Linked DNA regions of Sus scrofa: all the other regions are linked to region 1. The links are chromatin contacts, called in public HiChIP or PLAC-seq maps. All regions are on one chromosome and are shown on one strand. The core of a region is the stretch at or near the end of the contact, and the rest is flanking DNA. Distances in the headings are between cores, read along the strand shown.

The links. HiChIP or PLAC-seq counts read pairs in DNA pulled down with a chosen protein or histone mark.
Region 2: a contact with region 1 is called in an H3K27ac HiChIP or PLAC-seq map of alveolar macrophages. The contact joins two enhancer-like sites.
Region 3: a contact with region 1 is called in an H3K27ac HiChIP or PLAC-seq map of alveolar macrophages. The contact joins two enhancer-like sites. A contact is called at or near these places in 1 of 5 promoter capture datasets (fetal liver), 9 of 47 Hi-C or Micro-C datasets (brain, embryonic fibroblasts, epiblast stem cells and 5 more) and 2 of 2 datasets of contacts at active chromatin or transcription factors (alveolar macrophages and skeletal muscle).

Annotation. Positions count from the first base shown.
Region 1 is chr1:261,518,207-261,521,952 of Sscrofa11.1, reverse strand. GGTA1P (glycoprotein, alpha-galactosyltransferase 1 pseudogene) reads left to right here. Exons shown (of 8, transcript NM_213810.3): 7 at 2,751-2,888. Among named protein-coding and RNA genes, the nearest start is that of GGTA1P, 68 kb to the left of the region's middle. Within about 2 kb of position 1,887, at least 25 of the 83 cell types and tissues checked have an H3K27ac peak or open chromatin away from gene starts, as enhancers often do. A contact at or near this core is called in alveolar macrophages, where this site is marked.
Region 2 is chr1:261,307,197-261,310,942 of Sscrofa11.1, reverse strand. All of the region lies in intron 1 of GSN (a long non-coding RNA gene), which reads right to left. Among named protein-coding and RNA genes, the nearest start is that of GSN, 13 kb to the right of the region's middle. Within about 2 kb of position 1,667, at least 3 of the 83 cell types and tissues checked have an H3K27ac peak or open chromatin away from gene starts, as enhancers often do. A contact at or near this core is called in alveolar macrophages, where this site is marked.
Region 3 is chr1:261,350,189-261,353,934 of Sscrofa11.1, reverse strand. The region is part of intron 4 of GSN (a long non-coding RNA gene); the gene reads right to left. Among named protein-coding and RNA genes, the nearest start is that of STOM, 56 kb to the left of the region's middle. Within about 2 kb of position 1,689, at least 3 of the 83 cell types and tissues checked have an H3K27ac peak or open chromatin away from gene starts, as enhancers often do. A contact at or near this core is called in alveolar macrophages, where this site is marked.

The DNA of each region.
Region 1 (3,746 bases), core at 638-3,137:
TTAAAAGGAATCTTCCCAGCCAAGTAACCAAACTGGACACTGGTGTTCTGAATCGGTCTTTCTAGAAGGTGTAGTCTGAGGGGTTGTGCGGCTGAGGAGTGTGCGGCAGGCTGACCACCTGTCAGGGATGGGAAGTTCTCAAGGGGTAGGATGGGTCTGATCTCCGTCTTTAGCCCTGGGCCCCGGCAGATGGAGCAGGGACTTGGCAGATGTGCATCGAGGAGGTGATGCCCTGGTGTGGCCCCTCCTATTGGTTGAATGGCTAAAAACATAGTTTCCTTCTCTCTCACCCCCGACTTTCTTTATTTGTGAAATGGAGGTGATGATAGCACCCACTCTTGAACGTGGTTGTAAGGATTCAATGAGAGAATAAAAGTCCGGTACTTAACCCCAGTGCTTGTGACTAGTAAATAAGAATACCTCCTTTCCTCCTCTTCCTCCTTCTCTTTCTCTTCCTTTTCTTTGCTTAAAGATAATATTGCCTGCTTGCCAGATGTTCAGCTCACACACAGCTGCATGGCTTAACTGATAGGCTGGGGTCTGAACTGCTAAGAATCCTTGACAGGCTACACTAAGGACAGGAATGAATGAAGTGACAGTGCATGGGAAACGGTTATAGAATGATAAGCCTAAGCCGTGTGTGTGTGTGTGTGTGTGTGTGTGTGTGTGTGGTTTTTTTGGTTTGAAATCCAGTCATTCAACAAAGCTGGGGCTTTTATGTGAGAAAAGCATCACATAAGTTTCTAAAAACAAAACAAAACAAACAAAAAAAAAGCTCATCATTTTTTTTTATTCTGCCCTGATAAAAATGCTGAAGTAGCTCAAATGAGTGGAAATGATGACATACCTGGGTTTTAACTCCAGTTCATTGGTACAGCAAGTAAATAGCCAAGAAGCCATAGAGGGTAGTGGTTCAGAGCACAGACCACAGTCAGACTATCTGGGTTCAAATCCCAGCTTGGCTCCTTACTAGCTGTGTGACCTCAGGCAAGTTATTTCACCACTCTGTGCTACAGTTTCCTCACAGATAAAATGGGAATCAAAATATAGCAACCCCACCCCCACAAAAGGGTGAAGCTCTTGGCACTGTGCCTGGTCCCATAGGAAGGAGCCAGTGTGTGTTAGTTACCATCATCTGCTGTTTGGCCTTGGTCAAGTTAACAAGCCTTCCTGAGCCTTGATTTTCATATCTGTACATTGAGCATACTACATGGCCAAGCTTTTGCAAGGACTAAATGAGAGAAAGTGTATGTGAAAGTACCTGGCACAAGTTGGTACAGAGTCCAAAACAGCTTCTTTCATGATTGGTGGAAACCAAGAGCAGGTGTCCCCAAGGGGCGGTCATACCTGGGGTGTGAAGGCAGAGCTGGGGTGTGGGGTTTGAGCAGCCTAGCCATGTCCCCTCCATCTCTGCAGAATTACTCTTAGGGGAGGAAGGAAGCAGGCTTGAAGCAGGGCATGGGGTGGGGGTGGGAGGGCAGAGGCCTCCAGAATACGGGTGCAGAACTTGGTGACGAGGGACAGAAGGCATGAGCAAGAAGTGGGGGTGACCCAGCCTTGCCCAATCTCGCAGGGAAACATGGTTTCTCCCATGGGGGAGGGGCAGGTTTGTGAAAACCCTTCCTCCACCCGCGTATGAGGGTGGGGGTATGTTCTCGCTGGGCTAACATCTCCTAGACAGCCTCACCAGGGCCATACCCAGGCAGCCAGCAGGGGCCCGATGGGACCCCCAAGACGTTGCCCCAACCACTGGCCTTCTCCCTGCAGTGGCTGAAATACAAGCACACAGCTAGCAGGGGCCAGGCCCTCTCATGTTGTGTTGGGGGTTGAATCTAAATGACCACGTTTCAGTCTGTTTCCGACGGGGAAGTGCAGCCACTTCCAGAGCAAATGGGGTTTGAGCCAAGTCTTCTCAGCTCCCTCCTGCCTCTGGGGGGCCCCAGCTGCTACCCAGACTTCCCGCATTTACTCTTTACAATTTGTCCGTTGCTCTTCCGTGGCTTCCTGTGTTTGTGTTGGCTTTGCTAAGTCCCTTTCAAGTGTTCTGGGTGCAGAGAACATGCCCCCTCCCCTCCCGCTTTTGTGCTTCTAGTCAAGAGGCGACATGATCTGAGAGAGGTCTGAGCCCGAGCCCTGTGTGTCACCCATGGCCACAGTTAGCCCGCCGGGTCCCTTCTTTTCTGGGTGACTGTCTCCTTCTTCGTAAAATGAACCACAACACCAGGTCCCCTTAGTCTGGGGCCCTTTTTGTCCGATAACCAGGTTCCTACCCAGAAATTGCTTTCTGGCAGAAGGCAAACTGAGACAGCTTCTTCCTCTTTCAGCTCAAATGTCACTCTCTCATCCCGCTAGTCAAGCCATAGGGCTTTCTCAGGGTCAGGTGGCACCCACTGGGATAAGCAACACCCAAAGATGTCGCTGGCAGCTTAGGAAGGGCCTGGGGAGATAGGCGAAGGGGTTTGGAAGGAAGATTGAGGACGAGGACAGCAGAACAGGGGGACGGAAGGTACATACACGTTGTACAGGTACGATCCCCAAAGGGGCCACCAGGGCAGCCCGCAGAGGCACCTGGGCCAGAGCCTCCTGTCCCTCCCCCAGAAGATGCTGCAATGTCACACCACCAGCTGACTGGGGCTAAAATACAGTCAGGATTCAAGGCCAGTCACCACAAGCCATGACTGACCCATGTTCCCCCAGACTGTCACTGCATACCTTAGCAAAGCCATCCTGACTCTATGTTTTGTCACCAGGAAACGCCCAGAGGTCGTGACCATAACCAGATGGAAGGCTCCAGTGGTATGGGAAGGCACTTACAACAGAGCCGTCTTAGATAATTATTATGCCAAACAGAAAATTACCGTGGGCTTGACGGTTTTTGCTGTCGGAAGGTAGGTGTTGCTAATAAAACTGGCCTTGAGTTTTTCCCCTTCCACTATCAGAGGATGGGTGAGGGGCCCCTGGGTTTACAGAGGCTGTTCATGTCATGTCTGAATTAGTGGAGAGGAGAATGGTGTCACAGGGCCATTTTAGACTCCCTTCTGCTGAGGTCCCCAAAGGCTAAGAATAAAACTAGTCAGAGGGTCAACTCTTTCCCACCTCAGGGTGAGGGGCTTGGGTTGCAGGGAAGAAGATCTGCTATACCCACTGCACCCAGAGTCGACAGTACACCCACAGCCACCTCCGCCCTGACCTCCACGGCCCTCTGTGGAAATTCCAAAAATGGCAGCTGTTAGATGGCCTGTGTGTGTGTCGTTTCTCCTATGCTCTCGAGACCCCAGACCAAGGACCAAAGACAGAAGTGTCCTAAGTGGAGTGGTTTTCCACCTCCGCATGGCTGACCACTCCTCTGTGCCTTCTGCCTATTCCTCCTGGAGGGTTTGGCCCGGGGAGATTAGGCTGCTCAGAACTTCCTCTTCCAGAGGTTGGATAGGTTCCTGTTTCAGCCCCCGTTTCCTTGTTTGGAACTTTTCTCCCCAAACTGTAATCATTCTTACTTAAAAGTAGTAGCTGTAATGTTCATTTAAAATATAACCCAGTTTTCTTTTTTAGAGAATCCCCCCCCCTTTTTTCCAAAACAAAAGCAAAAGTTCAATTTTCCTGTTCACCTCCGTGCCCCTTCCCTCCCCCACATCCATGGGCCTTTCCATCTGTACCTTTTCTGAAAGCCACAAAGAAACTGAATCACTTTGTTATACAGAAAAAATTATCACAACATTGTAAGACAACTATACTTCAACAAAACTTAA
Region 2 (3,746 bases), core at 418-2,917, 210 kb after region 1:
GTCTTGGGAGTGCTGGGACACAGTGGGTAAGGATCTGGCGTTGCTGTGACTGTGACTTAAGTCGCACCTGTGGCTTGGATATGATCCCTAGCCCAGGAGATCCATGTTGTCATAGGATGGCCAAAGGAGAAAAAAAGAAGAAAAATGGAGGAGTTCCCTTCATGGCTCAGCAGAAACGAATCTGACTAGCAACCATGAGGATGAAGGTTTGATCCTTGGCTTTGCTCAGTGGGTTAAGGATCTGGCATTGCCGTGAGCTCTGGTGTAGGTTCAGACTCGGCTCGGATCTAGCATTGCTGTGGCTGTGGTGCAGGCCGGCAGCTACAACTCCAATTCAACCCCTAGCCTGGGAACTTCCACATGCTGAGGCTGTGGTCCTAAAAAGACAAAAAGAAGAGGAAGAGGAAGAATAGGGATGAGGAATGGGACAGCATCCTTTGATCTTCTTCTAGGGGCACAGACAGACTAAGCAAAGGTGTGGAGGTCAGAGGCAGCCAACCTGGAAGAAGGGAAGGAGTCTGTTCTTTGCTGCAGCCTGTGTCCCTTCAGTGGTGTGCTAGAGCCAACTTGAACAGGCTTGCAGGAGCTAGTTGTTAAATTTCCAGGAATTTTGACAGCTAGTTGTTAAACACAGCATTCAATAAAAAAAATTAATGTACATGATTTGTAATTAAATTATAAAGGTAATAACCTCTCAAAATACATCACTTCCTCATTGCTTTACTGTACTAGTACCTATGCTCTTAAAGGTTTTTTTTTTTTTTTTTTTCTTTGCCTTTTTCTGTGTGTGTCTTTTTAGGGCCTCACTTGTGGCATATGGAGGTTCCCAGGCCAGGGGTCCAATTGGAGCTGTAGCTGCCAGCCTATGCCACAGCCACAGCCACAGCCTCAGCCATAGCAATGTGGGATCTGAGCTGCGTCTGCCACCTACACCACACCTCACGGCAACGCAGGATCCTTAACCCACTTGGTGAGGCCAGGGATTGAACCCACAACCTAATGATTACTAGTCGGGTTCATTAACCACAGGAACTTCTTAGAGTTATTTCAGTATTTATCTATATGGTAGAAATACTGTATAACTTGGGTGCTGTTGCCCATCACTTCCTGATTCCACATTCAGTGATGTCACATGGTCATCTGAAATCAACCATGGTGGCAATATTTACACCACGGAATTCAGCAAAAGCTACAGAGGTCAGGGCTTCCCTTCTTCCTGACCTGCCTCACCCCCACCCTGAGAGCTTATGGTTTATCATTTCCCAGCACACCGCCACCCAATGCCATGGATTTCCCCCATTCAAGTCTCTGCATGGAGATTGCCTGTTTGTGGCAATATCTCTCCCTCACTCACCGGGCACTCGGTAGAAGGAGGAAGTGTGTTTGCTTGGTTTTCCAAAACATCCCCAGTGTCAAATAGCACCTGGCACAGAGTTGGTGCTTAGCAAAATTTTTACTGATTTAATTAATCAGTGAATGAAGGAAACGAGAAATAAGCTTGGTCAGACAGAGTGAGTTGGGAAGGCTGTCGGAAGGATTCAGGAGAGGGCTGCACTTCCAAAAGCTGCTAGTCCTAGCGTCTTCTGAATGCCCCAGGCAGGAGTGTGTTCGTCCCATTATTTTAATGAGAACTTAAACATTTGGGTGCCACGCAATCACTGTTAGCTCAGTCATAACCCCTAGTTTATATATTTCCACATCACTGTGTTCCTGGAAGACCACACAGCTGGCCCTATGACAGTGGCACTTCAAATAATAAAAAACTACAGTTGTAATTATAACTACCACTTTGGGGGTACTTGCTGGCCACTTTATTATTTCAATTTATTATTTCAGTTACGCCAACTACCTCCAAGTTAAGTGTAACCTTCAGTTTTACAAATAAATAAACAGGCTCAGAAAAGGAAAGTAAGCACGCTTAAGTTTCCACAACTGGGTGAGTGGTAGACTGGGATTTGAAACCAGATCTGTCTCCAAAGTCCAGGCTCTTTCTACAGTCAGAGTGAAAGTCAAGGGAAGATAAAGCCTTTCCACACAGCCTATTCAGGACTGGAAATTATTTCTTTTTGTTTGTTTGTTTATTTTATTTTTTTTTTATTTTTAGGGCCCGCTCCCGTGCCATATGGAGGTTCCCAGGCTAGAGGTTGAATCAGAGCTGCAGCTGCCAGCCTATACCACAGGTCATAGCAACACCAGACCTTAACCCACTGAGGGAGGCCAGGGATCAAACCGAGTCCTCATGGATCCTAGTCAGGTTAGTTATCACTGAGCCATAATGGGGACTCCTGGGAATTATGCCTTTTCATCTTGACAATATTGGGGCCTGAGGTTAGGCCCTTCCCTGTACACTTCATGTAATGCTTTATGAAAACTCCCTATTTCTTTGTGTGAAAGTAACTAGAGTTGTTTAAGAAATACAGGCCTATTTTAAGAAAGATTGTAAACTGCTGTGCTCTACAAATAAAAGGCAATTCATAAAACCCCTTAAACACACACACACCCCCAAAAAAATCTTTGATGCAGTGCTATTTTTGATTTTTTATTCTGTACCCACATAGGAAGTTCATGGCTTTTGCTTTTTTCCTTATTTATTATTTACTTACTCCTTTTCCTAATCAAGCCTGTGGCCTGGGGTGAAGGACATAGAGATGAATCAGTCATAGACTCAATCTTGGCAGGGCTGTGGCTAAGGAAACAGGCAATTACAATAGGGTGTTAATAGGAACTAAGAAAGAGGAAGTTCAGGGTAGGGACGGGAGGAGAGGCTGGGGAGCAGGGTCAGGGTCCAAGAAGACTGCAAAGAAGGAGCCGAGCTGGGTCTTGGGAGGATGCTTCTTTTTGCCTCAGTTTCTTCATCTGAGAATTGTGTCCTCCTCAAAGAGTTGTGGGGAAGTGAAGTGAAATTATTCATGTTCACTACTTGCTACAGGGGCCTGGAGCATAGAAGGGGCTCTATGAACAGAAGCTGGTATCATTATGGAAATGCTACAGGCAAAGTCATAGAGAGGTTTGAGATGGAAGAGCTTGTGCCAGCATGTCTGGAATGCAGGGTGCATGGACCGAGTTATGAAAGATGAGGCCAGACAGCAAGATGACAAGACAGCAAGAGCACAGCTAGTCATAGGAGCTGCTCCGGGCATTATCTCCTTCAAATGCGTCAGCAGTTCCTTGGACAGGATTATTCTCGATCCCAGTTCACAGATGGAGAAACTGAGGCTCAGGTCAGTGAGGTCCCTTGTTTACACTGCACAGCTGAGAAATGGCAGGACTGGGACGACCCAGATTTCACTCCAAAACCACCGTCTCCCAGGTGGGCCTGAGAGCTGGCCAGTCTGAAGGGATGGGGCAGCAGGAAGCCAGCTCTTACGCAGTAACCTGACACTGTTTTAGATTAAGAAGTTTCTGCAGAGGGGCACAGGGACCTGCTGGCCTCACAGCCCTTGCCTGCCAGGGATTTAGCAGGAAGAGCTGGCTTTTGTTCTAGATGAATCAGCCCAGCTGTTTCTGAAAGCCCAGCCCCTTTCTTCTGGGCTCAGCGGACCAGAAGGCATTCAGCTGTCCCTGCAGGTCACCAGTTGGGTGGGAGCAGGCAGTACTGTGTGCACTGGACTGCACCATTTACAGAGAGTTATATTATGGCTCCACGGAACAATGGGCTTTTCAGAGGCTGGGCTGCATCTTGGGCTGCAAGTTGTAGTAGAAACACAATCAGGGCCACAATGCATTACCTTCTTCGGAATCCGAGG
Region 3 (3,746 bases), core at 440-2,939, 170 kb after region 1:
ATTCTAAAGAACTCTAATCAGGAGTTCCCGTCGTGGCTCAGCAGAAACGAATCTGGCTAGTATCCATGAGGATGCAGGTTTGATCCCTGGTCTTGCTCAGTGAGTTAAGGATCTGGCATTGCTGTGAGCTATGGTGTAGGTCACAGGTGCAGCTTGGATCTGTTGTTGCTGTGGCTGTGGCGTAGGCCTGAGGCTACAGCCTACAGCTACAGCTCCGATTCAACTCCTAGCCTGGGAACCTCCATATGCTATGGGTTGTGGCCCTAAAAAGACAGGAAAAAAAGAACTCTAATCTGCCAAGATATACCGCAAGGAAAGAGTTCCATGATCAAATAAGCACAAGGAATGCTCCTTCCTTGCCCCCTGACCACACGCAAAGCACATCCACACGATAAAAGCTCTGGGAAGCCCTTTGGTGATTGAAGCTGCCTTTTCTTTACATAGAACTTCCCTACTTTACTGAATCCAGAACTGCTTTTCTCCTTCACATCTTGCCTGCAATCTGCTTGCAGTGTTCTGCAAAACCCACTTTGAGAAGCCCTCGTCCAATGCTTTCCCATCCTTCAAGGCTCTCTAGGAGGACTGCTCCAGCCGAAACCATCCTCTGCCCTCCTCGACAGTGCTGCAGCAAGTCCCACTCAGCTGTGCCTTCAGAGGCAGCTGCAGGTAAGCGACAGAGCACCAACCTCAGGTTCAAGTCCCTGTCCTGGCACTACAGTGCTGGGTGACTTTGGGTAAGTCTCTTTCCCTCTCTGAGCCTCACGCCTCTCCCTTCTGCAATGGTGACATAAGCTTCTGCAGTGCCACCCCCTGTAGTGGGCACCAAGTCCCAGGGAATCTCAGGAAGGCTTCCTTTCAGGGGTCAAAACTGTCCTTGGTTCAGCAAAAGGCCAAGTAAAGTGGGCTGGGCTTCCTCATGAGCAGTCCCCAGCCCCAGTGCTCAGGGATCCCAGGCCCCAGGCCTCAGGGACATCAAATCAGAGCTGAGAAGGTCCTTACAGAGCTCCTCATTTTACTCATGAGTAAAATGAAGCCCAGAGATGTGAAGTGACCTACTCAACGGCACTCAGCAAGCGTGTGGCAAAGCTAAGGAGTAAAACCTTGCCTCTTGTTCACGATCTGGCACACGCCACCCTGGCAGCTAAGACCAGACGCGTCTCCCTGGCCACTAAAGCCAGAAATGTGGCCATCTCCTCCAGGCCTCTGGCTGCTGTCTCACTTTGCAGAGTGAAGCCAAGTCTGACTGGCTGCACTGAGCCCACGAGGGCAGGGACAAAGGGAGAGAGGATAACCGGGTTCCCCTTAGGGCTACACACAACAGTGAGCCATACAGAAGTGATTGTGAAATGATAATGCCTGCTGGGCTGGCATTTTGCATGTGTCATCTCTGAGGGGGGTGTCATTATCCCCATCTTATGAGGATGAGGAAAGCAGATCCCAGAAGTGAAGAGACTGGCCCAAGATCTCAAAGCTAGTAAATGGTGGAGTTAGAATTCAAACTCAGGTGTGACTAAGTCTGTAAGGCCCACTTTCCCCCCCCAACATCAGGTGTTCTTAGAGTGAACATTACTAGGGTCACCCAGGAAGGGAGGCAGGAATAATCAATCCACTGTTCAGAGCAAGCTCGATCAAGTAAAAAATGTGGTGGTGTGGTTTTCCCTCCTGTTGTGAGCTGAGCGCCCCCTGGTGTCCTTTCTAGGTACCAGCATGAGGCTTTCAAGAGCATCCCCTTGGGCTCAGCAGGGTGGCCAAGGTATTCACAGAGCCTTTCTTTCCACCTGCCTTCAGGGGCCCTCCTGCTGGGGAGCAGTAAGGAAGGGCAGCTGGGGAAGATGCAATACCCTGTACTCACTTGGTAATGACTGCAGAGGCTTCCTCGTACTAAGCCCCATGCTTTGTGGCACCTGCTTTGTGGATATGCAATGTGGTCCCCACAAGACCCTGAGTTAGTGACTCCCTTTACCCCACTTCTCAGGCAAGGAAACTGAGGTCAGACCCCATGCCCAGGGTCCTAGCGAACTGGGGGAATATTTACCCTGAAGTTTGCCCTTCCAGGGACCAGCCTCCCACAAGTCTGCTAGCCCAGGAACTCCTGAGAGTCTGTGGGCAGCACTGAGCCTGGGACCTCATTCAACTAGAGATAAAGAGACAGTGGATCTGAAAAGTTTTTCCAAAAGATACTAGACAGACACACAGACCATTTCCATGGATTCCTCAGAGAGGAGGAAACGGGGGAAAGAGGGAAGAGAAAAATCTTTAAAACTTTTTTTATACATCTCTAGAATATTTTACTTGTTCAAGTGTACATTTATTCTTGGGGATTTTTGTTTGGTTTTGTTTTGTTTTGTTTTTTGTTTTGGGGGGGTTGTGTTCTTTTTAGGGCCATACCCACAGCATATGGCAGTTCCCAGGCTAGGGGTCTAATCGGAGCTACAGCTGCCGGCCCACACCACAGACACAGCAATGCGGGATCCCAGCCAAGTCTACGACCTATACTACAGCTCACAGCAACGCCAGATCCTTAACCCACTGAGTGAGGCCAGGGATCGAATCTGCGTCCTCACGGATACTAGTCAGATTAATTTCTGCTGAGCCACGATGGGAACTTCACAAGCATTTATTCTTTATTGAAAAATAGAGGGAGCTCCTGTTGTGGCTCAGCCATAATGAACCTGACTAGCATCCATGAGGATGTGGGTTTGATCCCTGGTCTTGCTCAGTGGGTTAAAGGTCTGGTATTGCCATCAGCTGTGTCGTAGGTCACAGATGCAGCTCGGATCCCACGTTGCTGTGGCTGTGGTATAGGCTGGCAGCTGTAGCTCTGATTTGACCCCTAGCCTGTGAACTTCCATATGCTGCACAATCAGTCCTAAGAGCAAAAAGAAAAAAAAAAATATAGAAACTTTCTTTTAAAAAAGGAAAAAGATTGTTCAATGTCATAAATCTCAGTTCCAACAAATTCTTTTCTGTGAATTTATAAATTAAAAAAATACTTGATTTCTAGTGAATGTGGACAGGCATTTCCTGATTAACTCCTCTAATCTTACTGATCTAGGAAATTAGACTTGGAGAGATTAGTTAACAAAAATGAAAGTAAGCTCTTAGGAGACGTTTGCAGATCGCCAAGTACAAGCATAGGACTTTTTTGAAAGTTTTACAATTTTTCACTCTTTTTACTATAACATTTAAGACTGATGTTGCTTTCTATGGTTTAATCATCAAGTGGGCAGAGATTGGCATCAAATTATTTGAACAAAATTTAATAGGATAAATTGACAGATCACTGTCAATCAACTATAATAATTTTTTTTAATTTAATAGGATATTATTTTAAAAGTCACTTTCAAAATTAAAGTGATGATATATATATGTGTGTTCTCTATATATGAATAATACATATTTATATGTTCATATATAGAGAAAAATTATGTACCATTTGGTGTATATCTCCCAGAGTAGAATCATGGGGACTTCCACTTTCTAAAAGCTCTATTTCTATGTTTGACATTTTACTATAAGCTTGTATTACACTTGTAGTTAGAAGAAGGAGAAAAGCTATAAAAATCTACAATTTAAAATATGTTAAGCTGTTTCCAAAACAGAGAAAAACCTATTGATGGGGGCTGGTCCTCGCCACCTGCTAAACTCAGGGTTCCTTAGCTAAGAAATGGGATGGAGAATAGGAAGGGGCTCAGTGATTCTGTGGTTTCCCATTGTGTTCCTTGAGGCCAGGGGACTGCGCAGCT